Regions from separate parts of the Mus musculus genome. Here regions 1, 2 and 3 are each linked to region 4. The links are chromatin contacts, called in public Hi-C, Micro-C and promoter capture Hi-C maps. All regions are on one chromosome and are shown on one strand. Each heading gives the region's core, a stretch centred on a gene start, on an enhancer-like site or on the middle of the called end of the contact. The rest is flanking DNA. Distances are from core to core; before and after follow the strand shown.

What was found. Promoter capture Hi-C pulls out the DNA fragments that hold promoters and counts their contacts. A called contact is a pair of places that touch in the nucleus more often than the background predicts.
Region 1: a Hi-C map of stem cell-derived neural stem cells shows a contact between it and region 4, with 3 times the contacts expected there. The contact joins the enhancer-like site here to the promoter of Cenpb in region 4. A contact is called at or near these places in 6 of 39 promoter capture datasets (cranial neural crest, embryonic stem cells, liver and 1 more), 7 of 484 Hi-C or Micro-C datasets (bone marrow-derived macrophages, brown adipocytes, cortical neurons and 3 more), 5 of 115 datasets of contacts at active chromatin or transcription factors (astrocytes, embryonic forebrain, embryonic stem cells and 2 more) and 2 of 9 other capture datasets (liver and macrophages).
Region 2: a promoter capture Hi-C map of hematopoietic stem and progenitor cells shows a contact between it and region 4. The contact joins the promoter of Smox here to the promoter of Cenpb in region 4. A contact is called at or near these places in 10 of 39 promoter capture datasets (the C10 cell line, the HPC-7 cell line, cranial neural crest and 7 more), 2 of 484 Hi-C or Micro-C datasets (hematopoietic stem and progenitor cells and liver), 11 of 115 datasets of contacts at active chromatin or transcription factors (SST interneurons, astrocytes, bone marrow-derived macrophages and 8 more) and 2 of 9 other capture datasets (liver and macrophages).
Region 3: a Micro-C map of embryonic stem cells shows a contact between it and region 4, with 2.7 times the contacts expected there. The contact joins the promoter of Slc4a11 here to the promoter of Cenpb in region 4. A contact is called at or near these places in 1 of 39 promoter capture datasets (cranial neural crest), 2 of 484 Hi-C or Micro-C datasets (both in embryonic stem cells) and 2 of 115 datasets of contacts at active chromatin or transcription factors (both in embryonic stem cells).

Annotation. Positions count from the first base shown.
Region 1 is chr2:131,528,600-131,532,796 of GRCm38.p6, forward strand. Gm30732 reads left to right here. Exons shown (of 2, transcript XM_017319385.2): 1 at 1-518; 2 at 1,412-1,745. The coding sequence ends at 1,682. Among named protein-coding and RNA genes, the nearest start is that of Gm30732, 4.7 kb to the left of the region's middle. Within about 2 kb of position 1,867, at least 27 of the 459 cell types and tissues checked have an H3K27ac peak or open chromatin away from gene starts, as enhancers often do. A contact at or near this core is called in bone marrow-derived macrophages, brown adipocytes and stem cell-derived neural stem cells, where this site is marked.
Region 2 is chr2:131,490,148-131,493,862 of GRCm38.p6, forward strand. It overlaps Smox (spermine oxidase), which reads left to right and starts at 1,715. Exons shown (of 7, transcript NM_145533.2): 1 at 1,715-1,889. It overlaps Gm30679, which reads right to left and starts at 2,129. Exons shown (of 2, transcript XM_030252306.1): 1 at 1,421-2,129. The coding sequence starts at 2,027.
Region 3 is chr2:130,695,363-130,699,031 of GRCm38.p6, forward strand. Slc4a11 (solute carrier family 4, sodium bicarbonate transporter-like, member 11) reads right to left here and starts at 2,157. Exons shown (of 21, transcript NM_001081162.1): 1 at 1,997-2,157; 2 at 1,286-1,393; 3 at 679-741. The coding sequence starts at 724.
Region 4 is chr2:131,177,661-131,181,792 of GRCm38.p6, forward strand. It overlaps Cenpb (centromere protein B), which reads right to left and starts at 2,407. Exons shown (of 1, transcript NM_007682.3): 1 at 1-2,407. The coding sequence starts at 2,216. The coding sequence ends at 417.

The DNA.
Region 1 (4,197 bases), core at 617-3,116, 350 kb after region 4:
AACCTGCTCTCATGGGATGCGAACGAGCTATTAGGCAGTTTATTTTACAGATTCAGTGCACATGTGATTTGGGCCTGTTGGATTTGGGGTTCACTCCACTTCACCCTCTACTTCTTTTTGTCTTATGTCTACCATTACTCCTACCCCAAAATGTGGGGCCATGTGGGATTACACAGCCATCTGTATACCCCAGCCCAAGGCCGTGTCCCTGGCATTGGGATCTTGGCTTTGCGTATCATTTCACTTGGTCTCTCTATTGTTTCTTGTTCTCCTAAAACTAGTCAGCATAATTCTGTCATGAGCCAAGCCATACCAGCAGGCTCGTCTGGAGGAGAAGGGCTGTGCCCACTGACCAGGATAAAGCAGAGGAGCACACCACACAGACCATACAGTGCCGCCTACGCCATCTTTCCACAGACAAAGCAGGGCTTTCCCTCCCACCGCTCACAGTCCAGTCCAACTTCATCTTCTTCGTCTGAGCATGTGGCACCACCATTCTTTGGCTTCAGAACACTCAGGTCACTATCCACTCCCTATCATCTGCTTTCCCATAGGCGAGTCTCATCGACTCCTCTTACGCATTCTGAATCGCATCCTTTGAGATACCCCACTGTACCTGCATCTCTGCCTTGAGTGGCGGAGGCAGCCTCCCAGGTGGTGTTCCTCTATAACCTCCTCCACAGGGCCAATGCAGCCTCCTTGGTTTCCAGGGACAGCCCTCACACTGGAGAAGCAAGGCGTTGCTCTCAGTCATCCTGTGAGAAGTTCTAAGGTCCCCCTGCTTCCTCTCTGTCTTCCCCTAGGACCTGGCTGCTCTTTTTTGTCAGGGTTCTAATCAGATACTTTTCTGGGCATACTGTCCTTTTCCACAGTTACCCCGTCTACCCCATTCTGTGCCCCCTTTCTTCACGGCCTTTCTTTCCTCCCCTTTGCTACTTGGTGTTTATGCAGATGCCTGTCCTTCCATCTCATGACTATGGAAGTTCCCTGTTCACTGCTACGTATCCGGTGCATCCAAAATAGTACCCAGTGTAGAGACAGGTTAATGGAAAAGGTTTACAGAATGGTAAGGGAAGGAAGACACCATGCAAGGGTGTGAGCCTGGAGACGCGCCCTTAGTGTTGGTGGCAGCCCTCTTGGGTCTCCCTTTAGGTTCCTGACACTCCTCTCCTGCCCACAACTCTATTTTTCTTTGCTGTCTTCTGCCTCATAGACACATAAAATCTAAGTAAGTCACTTCTCACCCATACAGACAGCTCTCTAGCCTCCTGTGGGAATTCCCTCGGGACACAAGGTTGACCCCTACTCTGCTTTGGTGACCTGTAATCCCCACCCTCTAAGGCAGGGACCTTTATCCCGACTTTCCAGCTGCCTGTTTGCTTCTGTCATTGCTCTTTGCTCCTCTTCACAGGGAAGTGTCACATGCTGCTGTCTGCGCTGGTACTGTCTCAGTTCCACCGTGCTCACACCAGCAGTTAGTGGTGGAGATTTTTCCAACTGCAAAGATACACAAGGGTCAAATGGGTTCTCCTTCTCACAAGGCAGGCCTGGAGAGGCAGAAGTTCTCTGGAAGAAAGGACAAGCCACGAACCATGACCATGACCTCTAGCACCACCTTCTGGCCATATGGGAACACAGCACTTGCTGCATTGAGAGGATTTGTATTCTCTGAGCTTTTCTGAATTCCTGAGAATGAACCAAGCAAGCGGTCACTGGACCCCGTTTAATAAACACTGAACAATGAATAATATCAGAAGTGTGATTTCAATTTACTCTTCAATCTGGTGTCAGAGCCCCCCACACGGTGTGGCTCTGGGTTGATGGAAGTGACACAGCTGTGAGGAACAGCATTGCGTTTACTTATTGTGGCCGGTTAGATCTGGCTACACCATGGGGATAACACGAGCCTTTCATACATAACTTATATAAAAACTAAACGTATTTACTGGAATGTAGTTGTTTGTGTGTTAGTTATTTTCTGTTGCTGGGATAAAACACCATGACCAACAGCAACTTACAGGAGGGTTTATTTTGGCTTATAGACCCATGGGGACGAGCTCATCACCACCTCATCGAGGAGGTGTGGCAGCAGCAGGCAAGCTGCTGGAGAAGGGAGCTGATGTGCACATCTTCAACCACAAGCAGAAGTGGAGAGGGAACTGGAACCGCTCAGAGCTGCCTGAAGTGACGTACATCCTCCAGCAGGGTGCAGCATCCTGACCTCCCCAAACAGCACCACCACCTGGGGCCCCAGTTCGGACATCTGAGCATCCGGGGCGGGGGAATCTTTCTGGAATAAGCACTCTGACACCAGTGAGTGGAAGAGATGAGCCGCCACTGATGGACCAAAGCCAGGACAAATCCTGAAAGGTTTTGATGCCAGGCTCAGTTTGCGTTCTCATTTTATATTCTAAAATACAAGTCAGACTGGCAAGCAAGCAAGCTTTTACAGAAGGGTTTGGGGCAACGGCTCATCATCTCAGCTTTTCCTCCAGGTCACTCTGTTCCAGGTAACAGGTGAAGCCATGCTTGGCAGACACACAGTACATGCAGTGCTCTAAGAAAGCCATCAGATAAATCAATATCTAATAACTGGTAAGATTAATGACTGAGAGAGGCACAAAAAACACTTTTGTTTCTTGAAGTTCAAAACTTTAAAGAACAACATGCATGATCTGTGTATTGTATGTGCGGTTTGTAGTGGTTTTGAAGTAGAGTCATGTAGAAAAGACTAATTATTAGACATTGATTTGCCAAACTCGACTTTACTAGTTACCTAAAACAGTGACCTGGAGGAATCGCCGAGACTGTGAGCCGTTGCCCTTAACAGCCTGCTGACTGCCAGGAACACTTTTGTAAGGTTAATGCGTTTGGCAGCTTTCCGCTACTGTGGCAGAATACCTGAGAAAATTGGCTCATAAAGTGGAAAGGTTCACTCTGACTTCCAGTCCAGGGTGTTTCAGTTAAGGGCCCTGCAGATGCACTGCTTTGGGCCTCTGGTGAGACATATGACAGGATGTGTTTGGAGAGAGAGAGAGAAGGAAGAAGAGTGACAGGGAGGGAGGGAGGTGGAGAGGGAGGGAAAGAGGGAAAGAGAGAGAGAGGGAAGATGCAAAAGGGAGACTGAGGGAGGGAAGGAGGGGAGAGAGGGGGTGAGGGGCAAGGAGTGAGGGAGGGAGAGTGAGGCAAAAGGAAGGGTGAGAGGGAGGGAGGAGGGGAGAGAGGGACCTGGGGGGGGCACATACAAGGAAGGAGGGAGAGACTGTGTGATCTCTCATATTCTTGGGGAACATTTTTAGATCCAAAGAGCTGCCACCCTCAAGACACTTGACATATTAGTTTGAACTTTGATAATTTCTTTAAAAAAATCCTATTGGGAAATATTTTCAGTTTTATTTTATTTGCCTGCATGTATGTCTGTGCACCATGTGTATGACTGGTGCCCACAGAGGCCAGGAAAGGGGCTACAGATGGCTGGCCGTGAGTACATGCGGGCACTAGGAACTGAACCTGGGTCTTCTTTGAGAGCAGCCAGGGTTCCTAACATCTCTGCAACCCCAGATTTTCTCATTTCTGTATTTAATGTAAACACAATATCTTAATTTCTTTTCCTGTTGCTGCAATAAAATACACTGATAAAAGCAACTTAAAGGGAAACGTGTTGGTCCCACCTATGATGAAGATGAGCCCCCCTACCCCCGGCATCAACTAACATAAAAAAGACAATCCCCCATTTGCTCAGCAAATATCCCAGGTGACTGTAGACTTTATCAAAGTGACAGTTAGTACTGTAATAACTCCACTCTCAAAATATCGCTTTTTTCTTTTTCTTCCTTTTTGTTTTCCTTCAGTTTTTCAAGTCAGGGTTCTTTTGAGTTGCCCTGGCTGTGCTAGAACTCACTTTGTAGTCCAGGCTGGTCTGGAACTTAGAGACCTGCCTGCCTCTGCCTCCTGAGGGCTTGTCACCATGCCAGGCTCAGAACATCACTTTTAAGCTATGACCTTCTACCTTTAAGGTCACCTGTCTCAATGAGCTCAGAACACTCTTATAATATGGTATGATTTTAGTCCAACCTTAAGGTCCTCATTGTCTTTAATAGTTTTGACACTGTAAGGTCCAAAGCCTCAACTGTCAGCTTCTATGAAATACGAAACAGTTTATTCCCAACATGTAATGGGACCGAGTAAACATTCATA
Region 2 (3,715 bases), core at 465-2,964, 310 kb after region 4:
GGAAACAAGAAGACACTAAGTAACTTGCCTAAGACCAAGTAACTACACAGAGGCTTTTTAGCCCTTAAAGTCACCCATAGCCATTCCACTCTTTGGTGGAGGGTGACAGAGCCACAGAGGAGAGTATGGTGTGTACCTGAGTTTAACCCCAGGAGTGCGTGGTGTTTTAAAGAGGGGTGGGAAGAGGGACTTCGAGTTTGGTGAAGGACTAGAGCCTTTCTGACAAGAAGAAACTTCACCAGAAATTCATTTGTCCCCTACCCAAATTGGCTCCTAGGTGGTTGGTTCCCTTTGGCTGGGACCATCAGAGCCACTTTTGCAGGGCTACCTCTTTCCAGGCCATATATATATATATATATATATATATATATATATGAATTATATATATAATTCAGTTTTGGGGATTGGCCCCAGAGCCTTGTCTATGTTGAGAAGTGTGTTCTGCTGTTGAGCCACATCTCTACTTCTTGCTTCTTTGAGGCAGGCTTTCACTGTGTGGCTCAGCCTGGCCTTGAAGTTGGTATGTAGCCAAGGCTAGCCTTGAACTCTGTACCCCCCCCCCCCCCACATGGCCTTCTGAGGCTGGGATCACGAGCATGTGATCCACATCCAGGATCTCTCCGGGCTGAACCTACAGCGACCTGTGCTCAGCATTGCCTGGTTCCAGGTTGAAATCAGGGGAGGGCCCCCTCCAGAGACACAGTTCGGAGTAGAGGCTCTGCGGCCACCAGGGGCTTGTATTCCCTCGGACCAAGTGTTGACCTGGTGTAGTACCAGCAAAACATACGAAAAAACAGATTAGGAGGTGCAGAGATGAATAAAAAATAATTTTCTTACTTTTGTGTGTGTGTGTGGAGGGGGAGAGTTGGGGGTGGTTCAAGACAGGATTTCTCTGTTTGACTCTGGCTGTCCTACACTTACTCTGTGGTTCAGACTGGCTTTGAACTCAGAGATCCACCTGCTTCTAGAGGGATTCCGCAGTGGTCCTAAACCTGTGGGTTACTATCCCTTAGGGTTCCAACGACCTTTCATAGGGGTCGCATGTCAGATATTTATTTATGTTTCAATTCATAACAGTAGCAACATTACAGTTACGAAGTAGCAATGAAATAATTTTATGGTTGGGGGGTCACTACAACACGAGGAACTGTGTGTCAGCATTAGGAAGCTGGAGAACCACCAGATTAAAGGCATGTGCCACTATTGCCCGCTAAAAAATAATTGATACCAATTAATTTTTTTTTGAAAAAAGGAAAAAGTGCCACCTAGTATTAACGTTGGCTTTTATTAAAAGTTTGAGGGTTTTACTAGGGAAATACACTTTTTAAAAAGGGCCACTTCAGGACATGGGCTGGGTACTGAGAGGATGTGAGCATTCTTTTCCTTTCACCTGAGGTTCCTGGTTCCCGCCGGCACCCACCTGAGACCTGCAGGACGAGAGACAGTCCAGGACAAGAGGGGCCCTTTCTTCTTTTCAAAAGGGCGGCAGAGTCTGGGTAAACTGAGGTGGGCGCAGCGCTCTGACAGTGCCGGAAGACCTCGTCTGCTTTGCAGGGCGGGGCGTCGCGGGGCTGGCTCTGTTTCTGGGCGGATAGGTGGGTGAGGCGTCCCTTTTGCGAGATAGGGGAGTGCAGGTGGCTGTGCCGCGGGCAACTCCAGGCTGGGTGGCCTCGGGCTCCCCGCCCCCGGTGGGCGGGCCCGGGGCGGAGCACCCAGGCGGGGTGGGCCGGGGACGCGAGGCGGAGCGGGGCCCCCGCACAGGCCCCGGCGGCTGGCTCGGCCCTACGGTCCCGGCGGCGGCTGCAGGAGGAAGCCCAGTGGCTGCGGAGGAGGGGAGGCGGAGAGGCCGAGGCCGCTCGCGAAGACGCTCCCGGGCTCCGCAAGGAAAGGTACCGTGCGGCCTCCCCGACCCGGGCTCGGACAGCCACCGAGCCTCGTAGGCAAGGGGCTCCCGATGGAGGCCGGCGGCGGGCGGTGGGCAGAAGAGGCTGCCCGGGCTGGCCGCGACCCCGGGGTCCGGGCCGCATCCTCCGGACGCCCAGCGCGGCGGCGCAGACAAAGCCGGCGAGGCACTCGGTCGGCCCGGAGGGTGTGCGCTGTGGAGGGGAGGGAACACAGCTTGCGGCGGCGGCGGCGGCGGCGGCGGCCCGGCGTCTGCCGGTCTCCTTGGGACAGCTGGAGGAGTGGGGAGCCGCTCTCCCGCGGGTTGCCCCGGGGCTCACAGGCTGCCCGGCTTGGCCGGAGCCAGGCTGACGAAGGGAAGGGAGCAAGTCGCTTCGCCGGGAAGGGGTGCCGAGGCCGGCCGCCGGCTTGGAGGTGGCGCGGCTGTGGAGCAGGTGAGCGGTGCGCGGACCTTTTGGGTCTTGCACCTGAGCAAACCGCGCCGTGGCTGGCCCTTTCGTGAGCCGTGCCCACAGGTTGTTGGAGGAGCCAACTGATAGTGGCACAGCACCGTCCCGCCTGGGGTCCACTTGGCCGAGCTTGTGGGGGAAACAGCAGGTGCTGAGTGGAGGTCACCCAGGCTGGGGGTAAAGAGAAGGTCAAGAAAGTGTTTGAATGGCCCTCATTTATTTGTGTTCTGCTACCTCTGTCCCTTTCCTCTTACAGAGGAAGGAGCATTACAGGGCTTGAAGGGCCGCGCTTCCTCCTGGGCCCTGTGACCATCCCTTTAGATGTCCCTGGCATTTCTTACCCAGCAGGTTTTGAGAACAGTCTTTGTCCGCCCTCGTCATTTCACAGTCTCCCTGTTTGGCTTTGAACCTCATCCCCCGTCAGCCAGGCACCCAATTCCCATCACAAGGATCTCCTCGGAAGTTCTGACTTTAAGCAGTGCCCCTAAGAAGCAGGCACCCTTTCCTTCTGCAGTCCATCCAGGGCCGCTCTAGCAGGTTTTGCTTGCCTTGCAGTGTCTTTAGAAAGCTCTGTCCTAGAGTTGTATCTTTCCCTGGGTGCCCCAGTTCCTCCCTTCTACCAGCCTGCCCTAGCCTGTCCCCTTCCCCTTAGTTTTGCTGTTAAATGCTTGAGGGCCCCAGGGCTCTGTTCTCAGCATTTCCTCTCCTGACTGCCCTTCTTGCCATCCTCTGTTCACTTTCTACCCCTGTTTTTATTCTTTCTTATGATTAAAAAATTAATTTATGAATACAAAGATCTCTGTTTTTGACTTATTTTATGTGTACTAGTATTTTGCCTGCATGCATGTGTGTGAGGTTGTCAGATCCCTGGAACTGCATTACAAGTAAGCTGTCTTGTGGGTGGGTGCTGGGAACTTAACTCTTGGTTCTCTGGAAGAGCAGCAAGTGTGCTTAACCGATGAACCATCTCTCCAGCCCAGAACTCAAAGATCTTAAGTGGTTTCATGCTCATGATTTTCAGTGGCAGATCTTGTCTCTGGCCCTAGCTGGATCCTACCGGTCTTCTGATGTCTTAATGTGGACAAAGCAGAATCCTGACAATGTCGGGGGCAGGATTGACAATACTTGGGTCATGACATCTGAGAGTGGCTGATAATCTATCTCTTAGGACAGGCAGCTCGGACCCCTTTCCACCCACCCTTCACAGCCAGTCCTAGAACAAGGCCTCTTGGTCCTTTGCAGAGTTCATCTAGGGTCCATTCTCCGTGCTAGGATGAACTTTGCAGAGTTCATCTAGGGTCCATTACCCTTGCCTCAGGCTACTGCCCCACCCCAGTCACCTTTTAAGTGTCCCTAAATACTGT
Region 3 (3,669 bases), core at 907-3,406, 480 kb before region 4:
GATGCCTAAATGCATGCTACTAAACAACATGGGAAGGCTAGGGATGCAGCTCGATGTGTAGAATATGTGCCTAACCTGCATGAAACCCAGAGTTCACGCCCCAGTACCCTGTAAACCTGGTTTGGTGGTACAAGCTTGTAATCTTAATATTTGGATATAATTGGAAATTCAAGTTCTTATTTGGCTACATGGGGAGTTTTAGGCCAGCCCAGGCTACATGAGGATTTCTTTTTTCTTTTTCTCAAACAAAATCAAATGAGACAAAACAAAGAAACAAAGGGTAGACAGATAAGCAGCATAGAGCCAAATGCAGAGAAGGAGCTAGCCAGTTGAAGCAGGGACAATTGCAGCCTCTCTCTCCAGGACCACATGAGGCCCAACAGGACAAGGCATAGTATAGCATGTGGCCTAAGCTGGCCAGATATGAAGGGCCCGGGAATACTGAGCCACAGGAGAAAACTGTAAGCGGCACTGGTAGCCTAATCTGCCCTCCCAAGACCTCCGCACCCCTGGTTGCTTGCCTTTGGCCAGTCTCATCAGCTGCCTACTCAGCAAGCCACACGGCCTTCGGACAGGTGGGAGCTAACCACCCCAGCAATGGGCTATGGACAAGTGGCTCTGCCTGGGGTTCATTGATGGGTACACAGGCTGAGTTCCCCAGATTTTCTAGATACACACCTGAGAAGTATTCACCGGAGTCCTGACAGTGTTCATTCTGTGACATGGCCCAAGGACAGTTTTCTACAAAAGAAGCCAAAGAATAGTCACCAATCCTGTGGACCAGCCCTGGACAGCCTTAGTTCACCCCATGCCTGATGATTCCTCATCCTTCCTAGGAACACATGCAAGCCCACTTGCATGAGAGAGGTGGGGGTCAAAGTACTATGTAGGGGAGCCTGCAGTGTCTGGGATGACCATCCTTACTGTAAGGTATTAAATCCCTTAGTCTGCCTAGTATGGACTTCCTATGCGTGCCAGGGAAGTGAAGAGTACTTCCTCAGGTCATGTCATCACTAAATTATCATCAGTACTCGGCTCATTAATCCAAGCGTCTCTGACTGAGCCCCATCCAGTTCTGGAGGAAGACAACTGGAAATCGCCTCCTCCCTGGATCCAGCCCAGCCTCGCCCAGCACTTTGAGGTGGGGGTGAGCCTCTCCTCAGATCTGCCCTGGTTGCCAAGGGCCACACATGCCCATCTCAGACGCAGTTCTTCCCATCTCTTCAATGGCCTAGGGGTCACCCAGGGGACCGACCCAGCAACTGCCTCTATCCCAGGGTTGTACCGTGTCCTGCGATGCCGGAAAGAAGGGGTAGAGTGGGTGTGCAGTACACAGAGATTGGAGGTACTATCCGAGATGTTTGTGCAAAGAAGGACGCACGGGAGGATGGGCCTGTACGAGAAAAAGATGTAGTCCATGTTTGCAGCCACTGAGAGTGAGTAGATGGGCAGGATTTGGAGGCACTTGGGGCGGTAGCTAAGGGGAACAGACCACACCCACGTGCAGGTGAGTGGCCGGATACACCCAGCTCTGATGAATCGTAACTCTAGGCGGCGGAACGCAATCCGGTGCTGAGGACACCAAAGCGCCACCCTGCCCATTTCGGAGCTCCCAACCCTCCCCTCCGCCGGCTACGTTACATCTTTCCTTCAGTTGCTGAGGGTGTGTGTGTCAAGACCGCGAACGCAGAACAAACACGGACAGGATGCCCACGGTGTCCCAGGCCGCCCCTTGCCCCGCGCGCGCGCACTGACATTCGGAACTCTTTTGGTCGAACCCCTCCGGAGGCGCAAAGCCGGCACAGCCTCTCGCCCACCCAGGCCTGAGAGGCCGGCGCTGGCATACACGCCTGGCGTGGCCATGGCCCGGGCTTCTCAATCAGGACTCCGTGGTTCTGGGCCGGCTCGCAGCTGGAGCCGGCGACACTCCTGCGAGCCGCGCCGCGCTCCTAACCGTGCGGCGTGAGGCTGCTTCCAGCCAAAGTCGCGCCCTCACCCGCGAGGTCTGTTCTGGATCCTCGGCGGCTCGCGTGCGCAGGCCTGAGAGTCGTGGGGTGCCGGCCTGGGAGGGACTACGAAGTTTCAGAGCAGTGCAGGGACACTCACTGGAGCCCGGAGGGAAGGGGCGCGCCTGTTTTAAAAGCTTGGAGGAACTCCGCCCCCACCTTAGCTGTACGCCACTGACTGCCACACCCTCGGGCTGCCGAATCGCCCCCAACCCTCCCTTGCCGCGCCCCTTTGCCCTCGCCACGCCCCCGACCGCCAGGGCGGTCCCCAACCCCCGCCTACGCCGCTTTCTGCACTTGCCCGTGGGCTAGCGCCCTAAGCCGCCCACGCTCCCGCGTGTTCACCCGCTGGCGCCCGCTCTCGGTTCCGCATCCCTCTCCCAGGTTAGGAAGTGGCCGGGTCTCTGGAGAGCGGCTTGCGGTGAGTTCTGATAAGTGCGTTGAGCACCTCTTTCCTTAACCCCAACCCAACCTTCGGTGGCTTCCCAGTGATTCTACAGACCTTGAGCTTCCTATTGTCCCTGGGGCACACACTTAAGTAAAGTACTATTCTCCAGCCACTCCTTCCCACTCCGTGATAGCTTCCACACAGTTCCTTTCACTGTTGCTCAAGCGTGTTAGGGGGTGGGTGAGTTGGAAAGGCATTTGGAGTGTTGCGGGAATTTGCATATAAATAGGCATGGTGAGCCAAGTTGGCATTCGGATTGAAGGTACGGAGGGTCCTGAAGTCTCCCCTACACACACACACACACACACACACACACACACACACACAGACGCGCGCGCTCGTTATTCCAGGATCCCTCCCATCTCTAAGAACCGTGATGACTCAGGGATAGCCGCACGCTGCCTTTGTTGGGGTAAGCAGGCCCTGGGAGGAGGCTACATGCCATGTTGTTCACTTAGCTCTTAGGAACTCCTCTCAGTATCTTCTCCTTAGAATCCTAGCCCTAAACCCGGCAGTTGTGGCGCACGCCTTTAATCCCAACACTTGGGAGGCAGAGGCAGATGGATTTTTTGAGTTTGAGGCCAGCCTGGTCTACAAAGTGAGTTCCAGGACAGCCAGGGCTACACAGAGAAACCCTGTCTCGAACACTCCCCTTCCCCCCAAAAAAAAGACTCCTAGCTCTATCCAGGCTGGTGGTGTTGCAGGGTGGGGGTTCAGGAAAGCTGAAGAGCCTGGCAGAATGGCTGACTCAGGGTCGGGATCCCTCTTCCACCCCAGTCTCTCATGTTATGTCTTTTGCATAGCTTCCTAGCAGCACCCCAATACTTGGTTGGTCCAAACCCTTCCAGTTCCAGAAAATCTCTGGAGACTTAAGGAACAATTTCCCCAACCTCTCCTTATTAGGAGGAGAAAGGAGCCAGGAGTACCCACTCCCACCCCCACCCCAGTCTGTAGACTCCTGCACCACTGTCTCAGAGGACCGAAGTGTGACCTTTCCCCCTTCAGCCCTTTTGGCAGTGTTTAAGGAATGGTTTCCTTCGTTTTCCCACCCGCCCTGTGCTGTGCAGGCCAGAGGCTGAAAGGGCAAACCGACACTGAAGCCCTTCTCCTGCCTTTGCTACATTGGGTGATGACATGAGCAGGCAGGCTAGGGACCCCACCTATGCACATACCTCCCCTCCCCTTCCAGGTAGTGTCTAATGACTTTCCATGTAC
Region 4 (4,132 bases), core at 1,157-3,656:
AGGCTAGACCTTCCTCTGGAGCCCTTTCCAGAATGGCTTTGGGATCCCCCCACCAAAGACCTGGTTGGGTGGCAGGGGGAGAGGCACTCTCTGGCCAAGAGCTTCCAGGACCCAACCCTGGCTGCTGCTGTGATCTAGCCCACTGATGGCATGGTGTGGTAGCACCGGACAGCTCCCCACCCATCCAGTGCCCTGAGCCCAGGGACTAATGGGGAGGAAAGAGGATTCTGAGAAAGAGGCAACAGCAGTGAGGGGGACCTCAGCCCCTGGGCCTGTCTCAGAGCCTGGAGCCTGGAACCTGGCGAAGCGTTGCTGAAAGCCCTGGGCTTCTCCAGCCATCTCCAGCAGCTGCCCAGAGTTCTCTGCCTTGGGCAGGAGCAGCCCATCTGGGCTGGGGTACAGCTATGTCCAGCAGCTCAGCTTTGATGTCCAAGACCCCGAACTCCCGCCTGCCTGGCATGGTTCTTCCTAGTCACGTGGACCAGATCGTGTTCCAAATGAAGGATGTGACTCTGCACTCGGTCATCGATGGGGAAGGAGGTCAGGTACCTCTTGACCATGGCAAAGTAAGCCATGGCCTCCCCAAAGCTGGGCACAGGGACCTCATCACCATCCTCATCATCCTCCTCATCTTCATCCTCCTCATCCTCCTCTTCATCGTCCTCCTCTTCATCACTGTCTGAGTCAGAGTCCTCTCCTCCTTCCAGGAAATGGAGAGTGGGGAACTGGGCCTCTTCCTGGACACTATAACCCCCAAAACCACCACTGGCTTCCACTACTCCCTGGGCCCAGTCTTCAGCCTCTAAACCCTCAGAGGAACTTTCTTCCTCCTCTTCATCACTATCATCAACCTCACCTTCCTCTTCTACCTCTTCCTCTCCTTCCTCCTCTCCTTCCCCTCCTTCCTCCTCCCCTTCTTCTTCCTCTTCCTCCTCCTCTTCCCCTTCACCCTCCTCTTCCTCCTCCTCCTCTTCTTCCTCCTCCTCTTCCTCCTCTTCCTCTCCCTCACTCTTGAAGGAAGTGGTGATAGTGGCATTAAGGCCACCTCCAAAACCCGCCTCACGAAAGCAAGTTGCTATGTCCGAGGGCTCCACTGCCTGCCAGGCTGCAGCCACAAAGTGCAGGGCCTCCACAAGGCCCAGTTGCAAGCCTGAGGGATCCTGGCCCTCGAGTGCTGCCATGGCCTTGAGCAACATCGCCTGGCGGTAGTGGCCCTTCACCTGTTGGACCACTCCTCGCTCCAAAGGATGCACGGTGCCAGGAGGGAAGAAGGCCAGCTGCACGTGCCGCAGGCCCGAGGTGTCCAAGGACTGGGCAGCCAGACGGCCGGCCAGCAGAAGGACCCGACGAGATTCTGCTGCCATTCGAGTGTCCAGAGCTTTCAAGTACTTAGCCAGAGCCTGGGTGGTGACTCCACCCTTCGAGTTGGCAGTGTAGTCGCAGGGCAGACCACCTTGCCCTGCACGGGGCTTGGCAGATTTGCCTGCGACCAGTGGGGGAAGCTTCTCGCTGCCATCGGCGTTGGCGCACAGCAAAACGCTAAGGCGCTGGGTGGCCTGGCGCGCCGGTCCATCACCTCCCCAGAGCCCTGAGGCCTGGTCCGACAGAAAGTCGTACCACAGGCTGGTCTCGGTGGCGCTGAACACGTCCTGCGAGGCGTAGCCCTCAGCTACCGACGGCGGCTGCTCCTCCCTCGTGTGCCAGCCGGGTGTGCTCCCACCGCTGCCCTCGGAGGGCACCGTGGCTGGGCCGGCAGGTGCCGCTGGGGCCCGAGGGGCAGAGCTTCGCGCCCGAGAACGGGTCACGCCGCTGCAGGCCACTACACCGTGGCGCCTGCGGAAGCGATCCAGCCAGCCGTTGGAAGCAGTGAAGTCGTCCATGCCCAGCTCCTCCGCTATCCGCAGCGCCTTCTCTTTCAGGATGATGCCCTTGACCGGCAGCCCGGCGGCGCGGATCTGCTGGAACCAAGCGATGAGAAGCCCCTCCAGCTTGTCGTACGGGGACAGCTTGTTGGTCTTGCGGCAGGTGGAGGCCACTCCGTACTTGCGCTCCGACGCCAGGATGGCGCGCTTGTTCTTCAGGATGGTGCTCAGCGTGGACGGCGGGATGTTGAAGCGCCGCGCGATCTCGCCCTTGCGTAGGTCCGGGTTCTCCTCCACCTCCTGGATGATCCGCGACTTCTCCCGGAACGTCAGCTGCCGCCGCTTGGGGCCCATCCCGGCGCGCCCTCCGCCCCGGGGCCCGGCACCGCCGTCGCCGCCCCGGGGCGGGGGGCCCGGGCCCGCGGCGGGGGGGGCACCTGGTGGCCTCTCCGCGCGCCCCGCCCGAGACAAAGCGGCTCGCGGGGCGGCGGCGGGCGGTGGCGAGCGGCGCGGGCGGCAGGACGTGCCCAGCGGGGAGCGCGGCGCGGCGCGGGGCGGAGCGCGCGCGGGATCTCGCGGGAAGCGGGGGGACGCTGGGCGCCGCCTCCCGGACCCCGCGCCGCTGCCCGGACCCGCCGCCGGGGGCGCTGAGGCCCGGACTGTGCGCCTCGGCCACGCGCGGGAAAGGTCATCGGCAGAGACAAAACGCACTTAGGCACCTGGACAGATGCGCAGGGACCTTTTGGTGCTCTCCGGTCTGCTCTTTCCTCCAGAGGCGGCTAGCTGGCATCAGGCTGCTTAGACTGCGTTTTAATTGGTTGGCGTCAAGCGATTAGGATTTTTTGCTACGTGTAAATGCAATTGTCTGTATGCTTCTTTTTAAATAATTGTCTTTATGCATGTGAATGTCTGCCTGTGTGTAGGCGCTCCTGCATGCAGATGCCCAAGCAGACCAGAAGAGGGCTTCAGACAGGAGTAGGATTGCAGGTAATTATGAATTGCAACATGGGTGCTGGGATCCAAACCTCTTGAGAGCAGCCTGTGCACTTTAAGTGCTGCGCCTTTTTCTCAGACACCTAACATGAACTTTAATGGTGTATACTCTTCCAAATGTGAAAGAGCCAATCTATGGTTACGCAGTTATGTTATTGTAAAGACAACATAGCATTTAAATCCACTTGATGGTGTTAATGACATTTTAAAAATTCTAGCAATTTTTGTGATGGCGCATGCCTTAATCCCAGCATGAGGGAGACAGAGGTAGGTGGAGGTTGAGCCAAGCCTGGTCTCCAGGGCTGTTTGTTATGCAGAATACCACTTTCTTGAAAAACAAAAATAAACAAGATCTAGTAATTCAAATCCATAAACACTATTAACATCTGGGTGTTATTGGTTCCCCCCTCCCCATGCAAGTAGCCATATCTAAAACTACAAAAATGCGTATGTACATAAACATCTGTACAAATAAATCTTAAAACCTCCTCCTGCAGGACCAAACACGAAAGTGATGAACCCTTGAGGCAGTGCGCACAGTGCAGTGTTTTGCTTGCCTGTTTTCGTTTTGTTTGAGCAGAGTCTCATTATATAGCCTTGGCTGACCTGGAACTCTGTATTGACCTGTTATGGTCTGAAACTCATGGAGATTCTCCTGCTTTTGCCTCCCCAGTGTTGGGACTAAAGCATGTACCACCATACCAGACAACCCAAGAAACGAGAGAGAGAGAGAGAGAGAGAGAGAGAGAGAGAGAACTCTACAAAGACAAAACTCAAAACAAACAAGCAAAAGACCAGTAAAACAAACAAACAAACAAACAAATACCCAAAAAAGTCTACAAAAATACCATTGAGTTCATTTTGTGTTGACCAACTACACCTGGGCGTGGATCTGCCCTTGAGTGTGGTTGATATACTCTGACATTCCATGGGGAAAAAAACCCTGATTGTCCCTTTGCCAGTGGGTATCAGTTGCAGAGAGCATCTTGGTTTGGTATGGGACACTTTGTCCACTTTCCCTTTCAGTGCTGGGACCTGGTCTGCCTTGAACCTGTGCAGGCCATGTGCATACTGTGAGTTCATATGTGTATCAATCCTGTTGTGTGTGGAAGTCACTATTTCTGTGGAATCATCTCTCACCTCTGGCTCTTTTTTTTTTTTCCAAGATTTATTTTATGTATATGAGTACACTATAGCTGTCTTCAGACACACCAGAAGAGGGCATCAGATCCCATTACAGATGGTTATGAGCCACCATACGGTTTCTGAGAATAGAA